2 separate regions of the Gasterosteus aculeatus genome follow, and region 1 is linked to region 2. Evidence: chromatin contacts called from public Hi-C data. All regions are on one chromosome and are shown on one strand. The core of a region is the stretch at or near the end of the contact, and the rest is flanking DNA. Distances in the headings are between cores, read along the strand shown.

Region 1 (3,493 bases), core at 968-3,467, 83 kb after region 2:
GGGGAGGCAGGGATGCTCGGGGCCATGATGGACATTCCATTTCCTTAGGGAATGACTTTTATCATCGGTTTGATTATTTGTTAAAACAGAGAACAAAGAATACTGTGGTCTTTGCGTGGTGTCACACCTGTAGTTGGGTTCATTGGGTCCGGCCACAAGGGAACAATCCTTTGTTTCATTCTACTTCTGGTACGGCAAGAAGAAGATAATCAAAGTATCCCCCCCAATGATTTGCATGAACGCGTTGACTCTGAGTCTACGCATTTGGTTGGTCAGCACCAGGGTTCAAACTGAGCAGTTTCTAAGCGGCGGAGACACACCGAACCAAACGAGCAAACGCAGCGTAACTGCCACGATCGGGGTACGCCGAGGCAGGACCCACACGCAGAGATCATAAAAGACTTTAATAGTCCAAAAACAAGCTTTCCAAGGGAAAAGGGACCAGGAACAGTCACGACTTTCAGGAGCACGAACGACATTCAGGAACGATACAACAAAAGGACAAAAGATACACAGGGCTCAAATACACTGGGAAGGTGCAGGTCATTGGACAAAGGTGGAAACAATCAGCTACGGCAGGAAGTCAAGTTACCCAAGGACACAAGAGGCAGAAAACTAAAAAATAAAACAGGAAACAAACCCAAACCGTGACAGTAAGAGTGCCTATGCTTAGTAAATAAATATTAAAAAAACAAAAAAAACAAATCCCTTTTCATAAAACTAAAAGTGGTGCAAGCCAGGTGTGTCTGCAGCAGTGTGATAGAATGAATGGAACTACCACTTTCTCCTTTTCTAAACACTAATGTAAATATGAAAGGTTTATATATTGAAATCCCGTCCTAAAAAATTAGCAAACTGTGTCCCCGTTCTGCTGGATACTCAGGTACTTTATAATCACAGAGGTGTACACTCACTCACAGACACAGTTTACAACAAACAGATCATGAGAAAACGTTGGGTGTTAAATCATCACGTGCTATCGTTGAACGCCGAAACCGTGATCAGTTTAGCTTGGTAGCATGTCATATTTGCTAATGTGCAGAATGAGCAGTGTGCGGTCGTTCTGATGGTGTTCAATCATCTAAAGTTTCTGTCTGCTAGCAGGCTGACTGCAACTCATTAACACTAAACCCGAAGCACATTCCTGTAAAACCTCAGGATTTACAGCAGTGTCATCGGTTTTCCATTTATATGGACAAATGCAGGTTTCCCCTAATAATGGTGCTTAAGGCATCAGCAGATTTTAAGGATTCATTATGTAGGAGTCACCATGTTCATCAGTTCAAGATCCCATGGTGAATTTTTGAATAGTGGAAAATGCAGACCGATAACTGACCGTCACTTAAATCCACAGAGGCCAAGCTGGCTAATAAAAAAATCAATGATACTTCAGAGCAGTGGAAGTGATAAACTCAACATGGCACGGGCAACACAACAGTTTGTTTTGAACAAATAAAAGCAGAATGGCAAAAGAAACACAAACATTAAGGGACAGTAGAATAGTTTTCACTAACAGGGAGAAAAGGTTGCTTGAAAAGGAAACTGTCGTCAGTGAACGAGTTTTATGAACTCTAACCTGCAGTTACAATGATACGGCAGACTTTGCCTAACAAGGCTGTTCAGGAGAGGGCGTGACCTCAACTAAGAAAACACGTTCCTAGTTCCGGACTAGCGGTCAGCCGCCGAACCGGTGCGGCCCGCCGGGTGACTTTGCTATTATGAGAACGCATGCGCAGCCTCTTCTGCTCTTTTTATGTCGATTCATAATCCCCCCCCCCCCAACCCAATTTATATATTGGTAGTTCTCAGACACCAATACGCCTTCGCTGTAGTTGGACACAAAATGGCTAGCAAAATTGAGCCTTTTGTAGTAGACAAGCCATTCAACTGAAAACCCCATGAAGTGCCATGTTTAAAGCAACATTTTAAACGTGAAAGAAATCACTCCCAGCAAATTGAAATTAATTTGATGCGATAAGAATCTATCCAGATTTTTTTATGAAAGAAGCCACTGAGGTGACGGCACGTATTCGCCTCTCTGGTCTCCGCGCTAACGAACCCTTTGGCTTGGAGTGAGGACCTTCCTCTTTTCACTGGTCTCTTCTTCAGAGCAAAGGAGTCTTCCCCTGCGTGTTCACACACATCCACCCGCTCCATCACTCACTCTGCTGACGCTCTTACGTGGCGTGAATGTGCGTGGGCCATCGCTCAGCTGCGTATAATCCCTGACATGTGTGCCGTTCTCAAATTGTGTGACTGCGCTCGCTGCTCTCAGACACACACACACAGACACACACATCACTCACACGCACACAAACACACAGACGCACAGACAAAGGACTTTCTGTTCCCAAAACGTATCACAGTTTCCCTTCCGAGGACTTGACCGGACAGGTGTGAAAGGCCGGGCTGGTGGCAGCGTCTGGATTATGGGGATAATGTAAACAGCCAGGAATGTGATCCACATCACAGCAACTGATTTAGGGGGGTGGAGGGGTGGAGGGGGGGGGTCGAGAGTTCACTCTGCACGCTGCGACAGAAGAGAAACATTATCCCTGTGACAATCAAACCACACTTAAGTTGCCTTTTCAACCGATTGCCATTGTCTGTCAACTTCACGAGCGAGTAATTGGTGCTTTTAGCCTCACTGGTGATTTATGTGAGTATATTACTAAGAGCTTACAAGCTCAGAGCACATGAGTTATGTCAAATAAAGAAGATAAAATTACAATAAAAGGTCTGCCCACCTAAACTAAAAGACGAACGTACATTATGACGCCTCTCTAGTGCTATTTAGTTAGGAAGACAATTTTTCTCTTTTTTTTTAGCAATTTTGAGTTTTAATTTGCCCCATGAGAAAACTGCATTCAAAATGAGATTCTCAGGTAGAATTTTTGGCTCTGTATATTCATATATTTTAATCAAAAAAATTGCTTAATGTTAGAAAAAGGAATACAAATGAAAGAGATTAGTTGAAGTTCACTTTTGCTTTATCTTTTCTTTTGCTAACTCCATTTTACATTATAATAGTCTTATTGTGCGTTCACACTAAATAGAACACAAATGTATTGCTGGAGGGGGGGCCGTGGCTTATCGCCCTGAATACGAAAGAACACCGGACACACAAGGATAACTCCGTCACGCTGGCCATGTTATATACATATGTATACCCATGTTTTATAAGAATATTGTTATATTGTAATATTTATCCTTTATTTTAATATGTATATTTATAATAGTTCCAATATGGTATTTATATCATATGCCAAATACTGTTTTTATGTATATATGCTGAATTGTATGAATAAATGTTAAATATTTAAATGCAGAGTAAAAATGCATGTTTGATACTTTTTTTGCATCATACTGGGATGTTTGGCTGACCCTACGAAAAGTACATTCCTTCAACCGCCACTGATTCTGGGGCCTCTCCTGTTCTACATCTTTATGCTTTTATTAGCTCAGATTATGGAAGCCTGCTGTCATAAATATG
Region 2 (3,710 bases), core at 1,068-3,567:
ACTCCCATGACAGCACGAAAAAGGCAAGGAAGAGAGTCCCCCCCATTCTTTCATCCAATCTCATTTTTCACTCATGTAGGGTCACCAGAGCTGCAGGGAATCACTTCTAGCTCAATGCCAGAGAAATTTAAACAAAGAAATGTGTACAAGCAGAAAGTTTCTTTCCTTTAGGTTCCTTTATACTCTGTTGATACAAGAACACGGCCATCACGCATAGAATACATTCAATGGACGAGAAAGTGACAGCTGGGGCTTCAATGTGCTACGGCAGGAAATGGTAATATGAACCAAATGAGTCCCATACACATGGCGAGTGCCCTCGAGACAGATCCCTCCCTGTGAAAAGGGTGTTGAAACATAAGGTAATTGCTTTCAGTGTTGTTAGGCAGCGGTGCGCCTCCTGACTTCAGGAGCTTTTTATAGACATTCTAAAAATTATAGATATATAGTCATTTTCATTATTTTGCCATAGAGAATTTGAGAAATGCACTGAGCCCACTTAAAAACTTTAGAAGTATGGGACAGTCCTGATTCCGGTCCATCAAACTCATGCCGCTCATGCCTCCCTGTACCACCCTTCCCAACACCTCCCCCTCCGAGTCACGACCCTCTCTATTCTGGAGAGAGACGTCAACAAGTTTATAACAAAAACTAAAACACTGTAAAGCAGCTGGCCCGGTCTCTGTCTTCCCCTCCACCCTGAAGCATTGTGCTGATCAGCTGTCTCCGGTGTTCACAGCCATCTTCAAAACCTTACTGGAGAAAAGCCACCTACCAGGCTGCCTCCACAATCATCCTTGTCCCCTCAAAAACAGGGTCACAGGACTAACTGACTACAGGCCTGCCCCCTAAACTCTGTAGTCATGAATTATTTTGAATGGCTAGTCCTGTCCCACTTAAAAAAACCCAGCAACATGGCCCTCCAGCATCTGGACTCCCCAGGAACCTACGCCAGGATCCTGTTTGTGGACTTCAGCTCTGCCTTCAACACCATCATCCCGTCTCTGCTGCAGAACAAACTCTCCCAGCTGCACGTGCCCGACTCCACCTGCAAGTGGATCACAGACTTCCTGTCCGATGGGAAGCAGCACGTGAAGCTGGGGAAACATGTCTCAGCCTCTCGGACCATCAGCACCGGTTCCCCCCAAGGCTGCGTTCTTTCCCCTCTGCTCTTCTCCCTGAACATCAATGGCTGCACCTCCAGTCACCAGTCCGTCAAGCTCCTGAAGTTTGCCAATGACACCACCCTCATTGGACTGATCTCTGGTGGGGATGAGCCCGCCTACAGACTGAAGACAGTCAAGATGGTAGCCCCACTGGCCCCCCGCCACTACGCAGGAATTCATTTTCAGTACCATTTTGACTGTTTTTAGAGCGTTGCGCTCCAGCTTGTTTTCAGGAATCAGGAATCAGGATTCACTGCACTGTGTCACCAGATGGTCAGACCTCGGCCTATAGGCGGGCTCATCCCCACCAGAGATCCCAGAGTAGGAGCTGAACATCAGCTCCAACACCAAAAGGCTCAGCAGAGGTTGTTCCTCCCGAGGCAGCTGAAGAAATTCAACAATGGTGCACTTCTACCATCATGGAGTCCATGCTCCTCTGCTCCTCCATCACCGTCTGGTACCGTTCTGCCATCCGTTCTGCATAGACGGTGTTCGGCTGCAATCTGCAGTCCCCCAGGACTGGATCTCTTTTCGGACCCTTAAGCAAGCTAGAAAGATTGTAGCCAACCCCTCTCACCCCAGAATGCAACTGTTGCCCCTTCATCTGACAGGAGGCTGCGGTTCATCAGGACACTATCGCTCTGCAGTCGGGCTTGTTAGGGATTTAAGCAGTAGAGCAAACCTCTGTACGACCAGTAGTTGAAAATATAATACATGTAAGTAATGTTTAATGTTAGAATTGTGTGATGTTAGATATTAGTTATTATTATCATGTTAGATGAAATAATGCAATATGATATAAACACCATTGTCATTTAAGTCATATCATTACTGTACACATTAACATTCTGCCACAATGTAACGTTAAGACCTGGGGACGGATGCTAATTGCCGTCCTTTATGGATTTCTCCCAATTTTATCCCCTAACAGGGTTTTTGGGGAGTTTTTTTTCAGGTAGTCAATGAGCAGAAGATAAAAAAAGGCCAACATTCTGATTTTGGACCATATATAACTGAGTTAAACACAATGGTTAAGATGTGATGAAATGGGATGAGGTCAGTGAGAAATTTCAGATTCGACCATCAGATGGAGCCAGTCATGTAATGTCTCGGAGCAGAAAGGAATCCACGAGGGAGGAGGATGTGCAGCCAATCGCATACGCCTGCAGCACAAGCGACACCCCCCCCAGGGGGATTAGAAGAGATGAGCTGGAGAAGGACCAGGCAGAAGCCTCCTGTGAACCAATATTGATGGTCATGTGAGACTGGACCGGGGGATAATAATATACTATTCATACTTTATTTAACTTTTCAACTGTATTGCTTATTGCTTCTGTAGTTATTAAATTCTATAATTATCATTTTTAAACTCGAGCCAGACTTTTTATGACCTAGTCTCAGAAGGGCCGAGGGTAACAGTAGTGATCCTTGATCAGAAGTTCAGAACTCCACAGGCTCGTGAACAGAGCCCGTGTTATTTTTTCTTTGTCCAATGTTGTGCACCACCCACCATGTCAAATTCCTCGTACGTCCAACATACTGTGGCAATAAATGTTTCTTGTTCTCACAATTATAACTGAATCAGTTTAGTCACAGCGGAGGAGAGGCATGATGATATATCGTTTTGAAAGAAGCACTAGAAGTGTAAAAAGGTAACAAATGTAGGCATAAGTGCAGCAAACACGGCTGCCTCCTTTCTTCCAGCTCTGAATTATTAAAGGACTGCAGGGACGCAGCAGCTGGTGGGTTGAACAAATTAAATGCATTAAATGGGAGTTGGGTGAAGCCGCTCTGGAACTCAATTTCCCTCGGCCTCTTCCGTATCTCTGACACACGTCTAGAGAATCCCTCCAGTGGCTGAATCCAGACGGAGTGAGTGTCGGCCTCCTTTTCATGGTAAACTGATTTGTGGTAAGATTTTTGACACGCAGACCCATGAATCAGCCAGGCGATCCGACAGGCTGCTGACGAATGAAGTGCATCCACTCCTGCCTCTCCTCTGCCGACACATTCTCAGATGCCTTCACCTTGTGAAGACCACCTTTATGGTTTTAATCATAATGCAATCAGCTTCAGAATAACAGTTGGCGGTCATCTCATCAAAAGAGAAAGTCCATCCGCACCTCATCAGTCGGCGGCTCGGCCGCGTGTCGCATAAACATGTGTCTCTGTGTGAGGGGTTCACCTTCGGGGGTTCCAGGTACCCTGAGAGTCCTTTTTCTACATGAAGGACCTTGTTTACATGTGATTCTGTGCTCTCCTTCTGTCCTGTTCTCTGGTTACACAGAGATGACTTTGGGGTATTTTCATTTTTCATCAGGAGACGAGAGGGAAAGGGCCTGGCAGCTTTCTCTGAGGCTGCCGTCATGCGTGAGCGAATCGCAGCTCCACCAGACATGCTGACTCGGAGCAAGGAGGCATGAGAGTCACCAGAGTGACACGTTCACCACTGGTATGAAGTTGTTCTTATGGAAACCTGAGAGCTGAACAGACAAATAAACACTCCTTCTCCAATGGGGGGGGGGGATGTGTGCAGTGTTACTG

What was found. Hi-C and Micro-C count contacts between places; a contact is called where the count stands out from the background.
Region 1: a contact with region 2 is called in a Hi-C map of skeletal muscle, with 2.0 times the contacts expected there. The contact joins two enhancer-like sites. A contact is called at or near these places in 2 of 6 Hi-C or Micro-C datasets (skeletal muscle and whole body).

What each region holds. Positions count from the first base shown.
Region 1 is chr18:1,650,819-1,654,311 of fGasAcu3.hap1.1, forward strand. No RefSeq gene overlaps it. Among protein-coding and RNA genes, the nearest start is that of flrt2, 18 kb to the right of the region's middle. Within about 2 kb of position 2,218, at least 2 of the 9 cell types and tissues checked have open chromatin away from gene starts, as enhancers often do.
Region 2 is chr18:1,567,649-1,571,358 of fGasAcu3.hap1.1, forward strand. No RefSeq gene overlaps it. Among protein-coding and RNA genes, the nearest start is that of flrt2, 100 kb to the right of the region's middle. Within about 2 kb of position 2,318, at least 1 of the 9 cell types and tissues checked has open chromatin away from gene starts, as enhancers often do.